Regions from separate parts of the Gasterosteus aculeatus genome. Here region 2 is linked to region 1. Evidence: chromatin contacts called from public Hi-C data. All regions are on one chromosome and are shown on one strand. The core of a region is the stretch at or near the end of the contact, and the rest is flanking DNA. Distances in the headings are between cores, read along the strand shown.

Region 1 (7,081 bases), core at 2,370-4,869:
GCCAATTAATTTTCTGGCAATTGACCAATCAATGAATCAACTAATCCTTCACGCTGTAGTCGCACAAACTGCTGTGTAGTTTGATTATCTTTTTGTGTTCAAATTGGTAAACCTTCCTCTTTAAAGTAAAGCTAAAACGTATTTCCGTCCGAGGAGATGAGTGATGTAAATGTAAGATACAAGTATCTTAAACGAGTACCTACATTACGCAGTACAGAGTACTTGTACTTAGATACTTTCCACCACTGAACAAAAGGGAAAACATCCCCAGATGGTCTGGATGAAAACAAAACCAAATGTAGACCTTTTTAAAATAAGCTGTAGGAGAGATGTGTGTTTTCTGTTCACATGTGGGTTTCTGTGCATGTGTGTGTGTGTGTGTGCGCGTGTGTGTGTGTGTGTGCGTGTGTGCGTGTGTGTGTGTGTGTGTGTGTGCTGAAAGTGATTTATGGGGCCTGTCTTCCTCTGCCAGCAGTTTGTCTCTTCTAGCATGGAGGATGAATGGCCTACTGTCAGGCCTGCCTCACCCTCTCCTACTGGTCTCCCCCCCCCTCTCTCTCTCTCTCCCGCCTCTCCCCCCTTCTCTCTCTCTCTCTCTCATTACCTTTCTTCCTCTCAGTCCTCCCCTCTCTTTACTATCTTATCTCCCCACATGCTCCATCCTCTGCAGGCACCTTGTCATCCTCACTTCCTTTCCCCTCCCGTCCGCTCACTCGGTTGATTTGATCCATTATTTCCCCTCGTTTCTCGCCCCCCCCCCCCCCCCCCTCCCATCCGTCACGTCTTCCTACGAAGTCGAAGCCCGAAGTCCTCGACCTCTAATCCCGTCTCTGATGTCAGGGACACTTCATTCGGAGGTGGTGCGTCCCCGTTCTGCTTCCTGCATTCCGCCTGGTGTCTCACTTGCGGTGAGCTGATAGCAAAGTGACACCTGACTTATTTCAGTGGTGGAGTGGGATACGTTTCAGCCTTAAAGTACATTTTAAGATGGTGAAAACTATTCACACAAGCAACGCAACACATTAAACAGTTGCATTGCCTGAACTACAGTAATCCGTTTCATTTAGTTTTTATTTTTGTGAAATACTAAATCCTCGATCTCGATTCGCAATCACACAGTTTATGTGTTTAAGGCTTTTATTGTGAAAGGTACAACCTTAGATTATGCATGTTTAAAATGCGTGATCTTTGATCCATTTATTCACTTTGCAACAACCAAATATATATGATAAGAATGACGCCACCTTTTCACTTATGTTCACAGGTGTAAAACACGACCCAGGAAATACTCCGGATTTAAATACAAAAAAATAGCCCTTTAACAGGCATGATTTAAGCATCCAGACCCGGATGGCTTGACCGCAAAAGGGCAGAGCAGCGTTCATGTTTTTTATTGTCATAATTTTAACCTTTAACAGCATCAGCAAACTGTGCATCTTCTAGCGGCTGCGGCGGGCCAAGAGGCTGAAGAACAATGTCTCCCAATGTCATTAATTGTGCTGTCATTATCATAATTTAACATCCGGCTCGCCCCTCTCCATCCTCATCACCGTCTCCTGCTGTTCGCTCGTTAATCCGAAAAAAGAAGGGAGGCGGGCAGACAGACGAAATAAAAAAAAAAAGACCTCTCTATCAATCCCATTTCCAACACATTAGCAAGGAAGCACTTTTTCTCCCGCTGGCTCGGAGCTCTGCGCCTCCCCGTGCTAATGGGAGATATACAGTGACGTGGTAATGATCTGAGGCCGTATTGATCCGCGGCTGATTTATTGCAGGTTTCGGCTGATTATTGGGCCATTAATCAGCCTAGGATTACCCCATCAATAAAACCGCCAGCGTCTGTTTGTAAAGTGCTGGCCGGGGCTCGAGGAAGGGCATCGGATGTCCCGGCATCAGTTACACACTGCGACTACTTAAAGTCAAAGATTAGCTATTTAAAGAGGGACATTCCTCACTGTACCCGCTGAATGAATGCTCACACTGTCTCTGGGCTACAAATACTCATACATGAATGAATAAACAGGTCCATGGTTACTGTTCAAAGTGCTTTGTTTCAACCTGCAATGACTGACTTTTTGGTTCTCTTTGGGTCACTGGAAACCGAGCACAGTGTTGATTTTTAACGTTTTTTGTCCACCTGATCAATCTAGGTCCAATAGTCCCTCTCTTCTAGCTCCATTTTGGGTCTCCACCATCTCCTAAAGGAATTATCTTTCTTTTGCTAATTGCTAAGCTATGTTCACTAGCTGGTTGCTAACTGTGCAGGCAGTGAACACCAGGTTTACTTCAGCATAAATGACGCGCTAGGAGCAAAATGCTCAACCTAAAGGTTTAAAAGTCTCAACCAATGGCGAACGATTAATGATCCAGAATTACATTTTGTGTCTCTAATAATCCGGTAACAAATATTGGGAAACCATTAATAAATGCTTCTTGATTTATTAATACACAGGCTTCAGTGCAGAAGAAGTTAGACAAAGGCTACAACTGATAATAAAGCATTAGTAAACAGTTAGTTAACTGCTAATACAACTTTAAAACTTTGCAAAGTGGTTCCTAATTATCAAGAAAATAATGAAAAATACGTTGGGACTAAGTGAAATGTGCTTATTAAAGCTGAGATTAAAAGAAATGAGAGCTTTGGAGAACAAAGACGAGTCGCTTTGTTCACCGGACTCGACTCGGACCGAACAAACACCAAGAAGGCGTCGCCAGGAATGTGATCTGCGACCTTAATCTCCTTCCTTTAATTAGCGGCCGGATAAAAAGATACTGCCGCTGTCGGCCTGCCAACAGCTTTACAGCCTGCCATAAAGCAGAAAGGTGCAGAGGGGGGAGGGGGGGGGGTGCTTAGCCCCCCCACCAGAACCCACCGCCAGCACCTGGAACACAACCTTTACAACATACAGCAAATTGAGAGTAGTGATTTTGCTGTAAAAGCCCCGTGGAGCCCCCCACATGAGGGGTGGTGTGAAGGGGAGGGAGGGGGGGGGCTGGATCCAGAGGGTTCAATGAGAGGGTTTGATGGCCCCCGCCAAGCTCTGCTCTCTCGCTTTATTTGTGAGTGTGTTCGAGTAACTGATTAAACATCCCAGAACCTCTCGCCCCCCCCCCCCCCCTGCTGCCTCCGAGCGCCACTCTCTTTAACCCGCACCCCTCACAGCCCCCCCCCTCCCCCACGGCCCCCCCACCGACTTGACAGTGGACTCGTAAAGCAGACATAATGCTGTCGTAAACATGTCACGACACCTGCCATAAACATTAATGACTGTTTATGAATGAAGATGATGCATTGGGGGCAGGGGGCTGAGTGTGGGGGGTTATGGGGGGTTATGAGGGGGGGGGGCAGCGTCTTAAACATCCTGGCTACTTGATGTATATTTAAGCTGATAACAATCACAAAAGGAAATCTCCTGGGAACCTTCTGAAAAGCCCCGAAATGGAACACAAAGGCTTTTCGTCCTGGTCGTCGGCGTGGAAGTCAAACACCTTCTGCACAGCGAGGAGCAGATAGCTGCCATGCCACTTTCCCGCCGGGCGGTCCGGCACGCCTGTCTGCGGCACTTAAGAGACAAACATCGGCGTGCACTCTGCGTGACCCGGCACACACCTGCCGAGACAAGCCGCCGCACACAAACACACACACACACACACCATGACACACAAAGACACACTCAGGCGAAAAGACAGCAGAGAGACAGCTTTGTGTTCTTTTGTCAACGCGTGAATTATGACACGCGGCTCGACGGTTCGCATTTAAGCGTTCGTCGGCTCATCAGGCGAGGCCTCGCGGAGCCGATGGCACGCGAGCTTTACCGCGCGTCCCCCGCGGGGGGTCTGAGACAAATGTGTTGGTAATTTACAAGTGTGCTTAAATAGCCATTATTCTTTTTCCTGTGCGATGCTCTCTCAGGATCCGCTGGGCTCGTTCATCATCAGCTACGCGGCAGACGCACGCACGCATGAGAAAAATGAGGCCGGGCGCCAAAGTCGTGGCTGTCGGGGGGGGAGAAGAAGGTTCGGAGGATTGTTTTTTGGGGATTTGGGTTTCAGCAATGCTGCACTGTAATGATGAGATCGAAGGCTACGAATAGCAAGCAAAGCGGAGCAATAAACGACATTTCATGCCACTATACATTTCCGAGACATTTACTTGTAAAAATAAAATAATCACTTTTCTAATCAACAGTTCAAGGCACGCAAATGGTATTCAGGTGAAGTCATGTTAAACTAAAGGTTCGAAGCGTGTTCACAGATAGTTTTGTTTTAGCGGGCTGCCAAAACTTTCCAGGTGATTTGTGCTCGACAATTCCTGTTCCACATGTGCGAGTATGACACACAAACAGCTGTTTGGTACAATGTGTGCTGCGCAGGGAACCGAACGTCCTGTAGCGAACAGTTCGGGAGAACAAACACATGCAGCATCCCACCCCGAAGGATAACATCTGCTCGCATTACACGCATGACATGTGTATACATGTCGGGGAATCCAAACTTCACTTTCTTGGTCAGAGTATTCAACCTGCTTTCCCTCTCGCGACCACCAGGGGGCGACTCCTCTGTTCCCATAGAAGTCTATGAGGAAATGACTCTTCTTCTCTCTTGATTTATTCCCTCAGTAAACATTGTAAACATGAGTTTATGGTCTCAGTCTCTAGTTTCAAGTCTTTTTCATCACAGCATGATGTTCATTTAGTAAACTATGGTCCATTTATCGTCAAACAGACCATAAAGCAGCAGATGCTTTAGGGCGGGGCTATAGACTGATTGACATGTCTCTACCAGAGGAAAAACTCAAATCAGTGCTGCTAACCGGCGCCGCGCCACTTTCATTGCAGCTTTGCAGCGTAGCGCAGCTGAAAAAATGAGCAAAGTGTATATTGTCCAACTTATTTGAGCAGCGACTCAAGACTTAAGATCCAGTATTCAACAGAGGCGGGTAACGGTAGCATAGGACGAGCTGCCCAGCTGTTTATGAAGGTGCTATGAAGGACATACGGAGCATCTCTATGACATCTGAAGGCTCTCCGTATGGCGAGGGGTTTGCAGCCAACGGTGCCGAAAGCGCTAACAGCGCTAACTGCAGAAAAGGTGCTGGCGAACGCGACAGTGTCTGGATGTGTCGCCCATTGAACGTCAATGGCATACTGCCTTTTGGTCCATGCGCACCTCGGGGCCTGTCTGCGCCACTTTCTTACTCTCAAAGTCAAACTTTGACCCTCCGGCACTTACGGAAAGGGAGAAAAGAAACCTTTATATTTCACTGGCGGTCGCGTGGCCATGAGGGAAACAGCCACGCGGGCCTCTGGTTGATCCGGTAGGTGCGTGTTTGGGGCCGTCGGGCCGGTTGATGTGGACAGCTGAGAGCCGCTGTAAGGAGATCTGCCGCCGATGACGGCGATGATAGTGCGGCTTATTGGCCTGTAACTCCGCTGTCGGCAGTAATAGCGGCGCTGACAGACACGGACCACCCACTCCCCCTCTGGCCAGAGCACATTCATCATACTCCGACTGGGAAACTTCTTTTTCTTTTTCGCTTCCCTCGCTCCAGCGTCTCAGCCCCCGAGGCGAGACAAATGTATATTCAGAACATGCACTCCGCACGCTCCGCTTTCTGACGCCAAGGGATGTTATAGATTTGCAGGATGGCCAGAATAATAAGTTGATTCCACATATCTGGTTCATGACGAGGACTCGACCGCAGCGCAACGCGCCCAGATTGGTGGTATGAAATGTGGCCAGAAGAGAAGAGTTACCCTCATCCCATTTCCTCCCTCTTTCCCCCATTTGCCTTAAAATATAAAGCCCAACTGCAATTAAATGACATGCTTCTTCCCTGCAACGTAACACATCTGCTGTGTAAACCAAAAAGACGTTTCATGAGGTTGCTCACCTCACATTAATTCATACCAATTAGCCGCCTGCGTGAACGCAGAAACTGTTTCCACTCAGCCAATCAAATCACTTAATGTGAAACCCTGTCTGCGTAACGTGAGCATTCGGCATGCGGCGGTCGGTTCACTCGTCATGAGAATAAACAGCAGGCTGCAGACGCTTCACTTTTCTTCTTCCGAGGAGAACTGAGGAAAAACACAGTTCACTGTGCAGCCAGATTTATTGTAATGAAAATACTTCAAATGTGTAAACTGTGCAATTATAGTAAATATATCTTTGTCCAAACATACATCCTTTCAACACGGCTTCCCCAACACTTCACAAAATACGTCCCCACATCTGTCGTCTATACATCTCAGATGAAAAGTTACTAAATGTAATTACAGTGCTATGAACTCTGTTGTGATATCTGGGCATTATAAGTAACACAAAGCTGACGTAGGTGCATTATTTGCGTTGTGCAGTCTGCATGCTGGAGCCCCCCCTCCCCCCCCACACACTCTCCTCCTTTATCTGTGCTCCCCATGCGTGTCCATGTCATCGTCGGGGTCGATAAGCTCCCACTGGAGCCTGAGAAACATTTCTGCTGTCCATAACTCAGCTGTGTCTCCGTGAGCTGCGAGACTGTAACTCAATGCACGATCCATATGTCGGTCGAGGCGGGATCGACCCCCCCCCCCCCCCCCCCGACACCCCCGACACCCCCTTTTTACTCGGGAGCTCAAGGAGGACGTGATGTCGCTGCCTCGTGTCACCAACAAAAGCGAGGGGCCCGCTCAACACTTTGATTCATCTCATCTCAGGAGAGCGGTTCTCCTGCCGTGTCGGCTGCGGCTCCTTCGCTCGCGTCTTTCATCCGCCGCCGTGACAGTGATTAATCACCTTCAGCTGCCATGTGCCTCCTCACTGACACCCCCATCTTTCTCTTTCCCCGCACTCCGTCACACTGGAGGAGGGATTAAAGTGGTGGAATCTACCCCCCCCCCCAAAAAAAAGAAAGGCAATTGATGCCACATGTTCACAATGGTGGACGGGGGGGCTGATGTTGGTCAATACTGAGGAAGTTACTACCAGGAACACAAAAAAGCGTTAATGTGCGATCACCGTCCTGAGCGTCGCGTCACCGCCGCCTGACACCACCGATCCCTCCGTCAGCGCGGGGCGCACAGCAGTTAGAAGGCACTGA
Region 2 (6,687 bases), core at 145-2,644, 38 kb before region 1:
CCCTGGCTGCTGGAGGAGGCCGGCTTGGAGGAGGACGGAGGGTCTGGTTTACCGATCTGAGAGCAGGTCTGAGCCAGCAGGGCCAGCGGACTCTTCTTGGCATCCAGCTTGAACAAAACAAAGACTCTGATTAGCTGCTTTTAATGCGAAGAATAAATAAAAGGTGAGTCGTGGGTCTGTTAACGAGTTACTAGCAAGTAATTAGCTGTAAAATAATTGTCAATTCATCCCTTCACCATAAGATCACAGACGTTTCAGTGAAATTATCCGCTTCAAGCTTGTTAAATAAAACGCTTAAGTTTATACGAATCAATAATGAAAATAATTAACATTTACTTGTTAAATGACCAATTTGAATGAAGAAAAACCTAAAGAAATTTGACACAGAAACAAATCATCCCAATAAAGCAGCAAACACAACTGACTTGATTATTGATTTATTCTAATTGACTATTAGACTATTCGATCCTGCCCTTATTAAACCATAAGTTGTCATTACCTGAGAGTTGATATGATTAAAGACCAGCTAACGTGATCGGTCACAACACTGAGGCGGAGACGCGTTTTCTTTTGGATTTTATTCTCTTCTAGAATTTAAATTATTACGACCCAGCAGAGCAAATCCACCCAAAGGGAAACATTCCTTTCCAAGCGATGTGTTTTTTTTTCTTTCTCTTCTCTTCTTTTAACGACAAATAAATACCTCGATGCTCACGGGCGCGGGCGTCAGGGGCTGCAAATATTCCGGGTGCAGCAAGTGCGCGGTGTGCGCCGTCAGCATCTTGAGGACTCGGATGGGAAGCCGCTTCGCCTGCCGGAGTGGGTCCAGAGGGGCCAACAGAGACACCGCGGCACCGGGACGAGGCTCGGTTCTGTCGCTGGGGGTCGCGTGGAGCTCGAGGCGCGTGCTTGCTGATCCTGAAGGGAGATATTTCATTGGAGACGCCGCTGCGCTTTGGGTGGACGCGCGTCACGGCTCGACTTTTAGTCCCGGGTGGTGTTTACGGCTGGTGAATGTAATCCATGCAGTCACGGAAGTATGTAGAGGGGGCGGGTGGGGTGGAGGGGGGACAAAAAAGAGAAATGAGAAATCACACACACAGCTGGACGTCCTTAAATGTCCCGAGGGACGGAGGATCCTCTGAGCTGAGGCATCGCCGACGCGGCTCCGCTACTCCGATTTCAAACCCCCCGGGGACGAAAAGCCACAACGCGCCTCTGTGGGAATCGTGCGCAGGGATGGAGACGTGGGAAAAAAAGTTGATGTAGTCCGGGTGTTCCAGAAGAAACGTCCCACTGCGTGCCGTCGGTCCGGACTTCTGCTTCTCACTGATCAAAACGGGCAGGACTTCGGGGTGGGCGGGGCGAGGGGCGGGGCGAGGGGAGGGGAGGGGCTACGGCGTCCTCAAAGTGACAATTCTATCCGACCGTCCCATCGCTGAAGAACACAAATAAATACAAAGTGTTGATAATATATATATATTAAGTCCCTGAATCAAAAGGTAAGTGAAAGCATCAAAATGAAAACAATATGCATAACTTTTTATTTGAGATTAATTCATGTCATTGCATTACTGTGTTTGTCACTTGCAGGAGGTGAAAAGTGGATCTCATTTAAAGGACTTTACTGTAATAATAAGAACTCGTAATTTATTACATGATTTTTATTTCGTTTGAGTCTGAATTTGCAAAGTAGCAGCAAAGAAAACCACTCAAGCAAAGTACAAGTACCTCACAATTGTGCTTAAGTGTAGCACTTGAATACATTTACATTCCACCAGTCTTCGCATTCTGAGAAACAAAAGTTTATTCTCACGTAACTTATTTATAACTTATTTTGCCAAACACTTCAGCTTGTTATAGCATTAAATATGCAGCAGATTGGTTATGAACCGATAAGTGTCATGAACCCGCCTGTTACCAGCAGAACAATGTGATACTGTTTGTGGGGACTTTTGTTTTCTCTTTACTTCATTAATCATCCGTTTATCTGATCTCCATACTTGATGAGTCAAGGCCGAGTCAGGACACAGGACCAACTGTCCTAAAGAAAATTACCCATTTAATTCAATTTCACGCAGAGAACAAAATAATCACGTCCATCTTTTGTGCATGTATAAAGTTGTGTGGCCTCTTATCCTGGAGGATATCATCTGTAAGAGGTGTATTGTCTAGACGTTTTGGCTGATCAGGAGACGCGCGGATCAAATAAAGCATAAAATTGGTGGGTATAAGAAATTGTCGACCGTGACTAAGAGAAGCGATATGATCTCACATGAGGTTTCAGATCATACGGTTCAATCTCAAGGTACATTTTTAACATCTTTGACGTACAAACATTTAAACTCAAAGGATAGTTTGTATGGAAAAAAAAACTTGGCTCAAAATGTCACAAGGTATAATTTACAGCTCGTTAGACTTCTAAAAAGATCCAAAGTCTCGAGCGGGAACTTTCCCGCTGACAACTTGACGGAGAGGAATACCACGAGTGTCCTGGGCCGCATGCGGTGCCTGAACCCCGTATTAAAAACTAAAAATGCACTTTGTGAGTGTCATGGTGCAGGGAACAAAGTGAGCGAGCGGTGGAAATAAGTTGTGTGGTCACATAAGTCATCCTTCACTCAGCTGTGAAAGAAAGTTGTTTTTCAAGTGTTTTCTAGAGGCTTAACTCAGTCAAATGTGATCACAAAGAGGTGATATGAGTTATATATATATATATATATATATACAAGTATTGACTTGCACTTTTATTTATTTAACTTCCACTGAATCAAAGTCCTGCAGCGATCGCGGTCTGCACATCCGTGGGCTGCTTACAGCTAATTTGGCACGTTGTTGAGGGTATAAAACAATGATAATGTTAAAATATTTCATCAATTGGACCCCTGTGAGCAGCTATTACATTATATGATATTTTTTAAATGGCATGACCCACTCTATTAAGACATCAAAACAAGAAAGGGGAGAAGACAAAAATGTAATAAACAGGCAGGACATATTTTCTAAATCATTAATTCTCTTTACTTTGAAGTTGACACATCGGTTTGCGAGTCACGCTGAAAATCACAATTACTTTAAAGACATTTGCACTCATTTTCTTTTAATAAAAAAAGGTTCAGACATGTTTTGTGGAGTGGAGTGACGGATCGCTTGTGTTCCGGCTTTCGCTCCAAGCATAAAAAAAAAGGAAAATCAATAAAGCACGCAGAAAATGTCACTCGAGTCTTTATTCTTTTCTTTTTTTAATCAATGCCGTTTTTTACCGTGGAAGAAAAATGTGATAAAGACGGATCGCCTCAATATTAATGGTTCTATAAATCTGGAATGTTAATAACTTTATTGCATTATCTCCTGCCCACTGACTTTGCAATGAGCTAATTTTGTTAACCTAACTATACAATGAATTGGTTAAAGTACTTAAAAATTACGGCTGACAAGAGCTATTAGCAGCAGCCCAAAATAGTCTCAGTTGGAGAGTCTTTGAATCTCTCAATTCTTTGCAGCCTCAATTGAGTGCGAAATCATCCCTAATCCCTCGTAACCTGTAGCCAAAAGGCTGCATAATGTGAATTAGCTGATGGATATTTGTACATATCCTGCAGGGTCCTCCTTAATCTTCAAAAGGAAATGGTTCACATGTGAATGCAGGGGAACGGGTTATAAATGAATACTGTAAATGGGTTAGGATGTGGATTATTTGGAACATTGTCTTTCGGGACTTGTCGACTATGTGAAGTCAGCATTCGGTCACTGTTTAAAAAAAGAAAAGAGAAGAACTGAAGCAACTGTCGCCTTGACCTCGAGCCCCGAACAGCAGAAACAGCCCCTCTCAGCAATCCATCAATGTCCAATTTGTGATAAGAAGCAGAGACTGGGAGCAGCATCTCATCAGCAAACAAGGTCACAGTGCACCGCTGCAGAGGAGACAGCACTTGGGGGGGGGGGGGTTGTCCTCCCCAGGTGTTGGCTTAGTACATCACTCCATATATCGGTGAGTCAAGGATCTAAACGTTAAATCATTTGATGAATCGCTGAGTATTTTACCGGTGCTGCTCCTGCAGATTTCAGAGTCGAAGCGCGTTTTCTTACATTGCACAAAGCCAAAATTAATTAGTATTAATGCTCCGAAGAATAGAGATCCGGCTGGGGAGATGGACGCTGAAGCCTCAATGCATCAGTCGGTAAAATAAAGTGAGAAAGAAGAGAAGGCATAATTTGGTCACTTGTTGTGTGCAAAGGAAAACAGCCTCAAATGGGAACTGATCATTCTCGGTTTACGATCGATAATTCTGCAGTAGCTATTTGCTTGGCCACATGGGAGCACCGGCATATTAAGTTCTATGGAACATGAGCCAGAAAGTTTTCTCCAGCGTTTTATAACACAGGCAACCTGACAAAAGGAGTTGGTGAAAAGTATTATATTTTTATGAAATATTTTTTTATTTCTCAAGACTTTAAAAAAGTAAATCAATGCATCAAAATTGGGCTATTTTCTATTTTATTTCTCCCCGTCAAAACCTGCCGTCTACATTTACTACGACACAACTCTACATAGCTGGTTTGACTCAGAGAGGTGGTGTTGCTAAGCTACTAGCAGCTAACGTAGCATCAAGCCCCCCCCATCCAAAGGAGACACGATGTGCAGGTGCAGATCTCGTCAGATTGGAGGAATATTAGCTGGAGAAAAAGAGATAAACGAAGCAGCCGGTGGGGGAAAGAGGAGGTTCACTGCTGACAACGAGGCCTTCGGTAAACAAAGGGACTCTTCTCTTTAACTTCTCGTGACTCGCCTTGAAATCGGTCATTAGCTTTCCTCTCGTTCAAAGTGAGCTGTTTGCACCAGGTGAGGTGTTCGTACTGTGTTAAAAGTCAGATGGAGCACTTAGCGGCCAGCTGACTATTTTAACGCTTCCGGCTTTGTGCCTTAACAAGACGTCTGTAAAAGCGTCGTAAATAGTGATTACCGTATAAAAAGGTCACGTAGAAAAGGGCCTGCATTGTTTTTATGAATGCCATGTCCACCTGTCTAACCAGCGTTCTTAAAATCATCAGGCGGTGGGGTTTATTTCGGCACGCAGACATAAAAACACCCTCTTTGAGCAGCACGGATGCGTTCTGCGCGTCCTGTGGGCGGAACGATCCGGCTGCCAGAGGACGCCAGCCTGCGATCACGTTGTCCCGCGCTGCTCAGTTCAATTTCCTACGACATCAAAGATAGTTATTCACACCCCTGCTAGATCTGGCTTTTTGAGTAGGATCTCGTTCCAAATACTCAGAGCTGCCTGCTGGCAACCGGGTGGAAAAAAAAAACAGGGTTTTAAATGCCTTGATTAAGGGAAAGTATATAAAAAAGAAATTCAAAGCAATTTTTATTTAAATACATGCTAATAAAAAGGCGAGTGCTTTAGATTCAAAAGCATAATAAGGCTTGTGCCTTCTACTTTAATCAAACTTCTCCAAAATCCCAAAAACGAACAGATTTTGGGAGGTTTTCAGGTTAAATGGGGACAAAATAAAACCCCTTCTGGAGATCTGCTGTGTGAGAGCCAAGACGCCACAGCGACAGAGCTTAAAGGAACGTTAGCATCTATGCTAACAGGAGGCTAACAGGTAGGACGTGGACGTTGCCACCATGACGACAACCGTTTTGAAGCCTTTGCTTTGACGTTTTGTCCGTCGCCCTTTTTTTGGGAAGTGAAATGTTGGAATCAGCTTTAATGAACTAAAAAAAAAGCTGGCTAACTACAGCTGGAAAAAAACAAAACCCAACAGTGTCAGCAGATTGATGCCTCGAAACGCCGAAAGTCCGACACGCAAAATAAACACTTCACCCTTTATGGGGTCTTTTTTAATCATATTAAACTGTGTCTACTGTGATGGAAAGTTCGCCAGGCGTTTTAATAAAATACCTGAAATACTTTGCTGTTAATATACATTTACAGTCCCTTACATGTAAAGATATTTGACATCCAGTGGGGTGGAGAAAAAGTACTTTCTGCTTTTACCTTGGGGGGCGTTTGCGGGAGATCTAGTGGACCTTTGCTTGACTGCTGCAGGGAAATTGATTGTGACTGCGCAGCCCCGGAGGCGCTAAGCAAACCTTTCCACCGCTGCCTGCAGCCTTCACTCCACACGGTAGCCCGGCAATCATTTACCATCGATCTCCCCGCTGTTTGAAACACTTCGACGGATGCAAAGTGGAGGTCGGGCTTATCACATTTGTCAGGGCTCGTGCCACGGATTTATCCAAAGCCGACATCCATCTCACTCACATGGCTGCTACGCAATCGCACCGAGCTGCAGCGCGGCCTCCTCGGCGACGTGAAACCAATCAAATTACATCTTTTGGCCGGTAAAGAGGCCTTCTTCATAAGCCCCTATAAGCCCGTCCAAATCCTGGACGTTGCTCAATAACGAGTGACTTCAGCGATTGAGACGAGACAGCAGGTTCTGAGGATAAAGGGGAAAGGCAACACTTTCTGTATCATACATTGTTTCCCTATAATGTGCTCATCCAAACCCTCAACAGGCAGAAATGCAGTTGTTGTTGTTGTTGTTGTTGGGGAACTAAACCTCCCTCGGGAAGTGGAAAAGCGTATAAAAGCACTGTCAGAGACAGAGAACAATGGAGTTCTTTTTAAAGAGTAGAAAGAGCTCTTTAAAACGGCATGATCTCCGCCTGTAAAT

What was found. Hi-C and Micro-C count contacts between places; a contact is called where the count stands out from the background.
Region 2: a Hi-C map of blood and trunk muscle shows a contact between it and region 1, with 3 times the contacts expected there. The contact joins the promoter of LOC120831562 here to the enhancer-like site in region 1. A contact is called at or near these places in 3 of 6 Hi-C or Micro-C datasets (blood and trunk muscle, liver and whole body).

What each region holds. Positions count from the first base shown.
Region 1 is chr14:2,423,174-2,430,254 of fGasAcu3.hap1.1, reverse strand. No RefSeq gene overlaps it. Among protein-coding and RNA genes, the nearest start is that of c14h2orf42, 22 kb to the right of the region's middle. Within about 2 kb of position 3,619, at least 2 of the 9 cell types and tissues checked have open chromatin away from gene starts, as enhancers often do.
Region 2 is chr14:2,458,940-2,465,626 of fGasAcu3.hap1.1, reverse strand. It overlaps LOC120831562 (zinc finger protein 703-like), which reads right to left and starts at 1,394. Exons shown (of 2, transcript XM_040197084.2): 1 at 704-1,394; 2 at 1-107. The coding sequence starts at 937.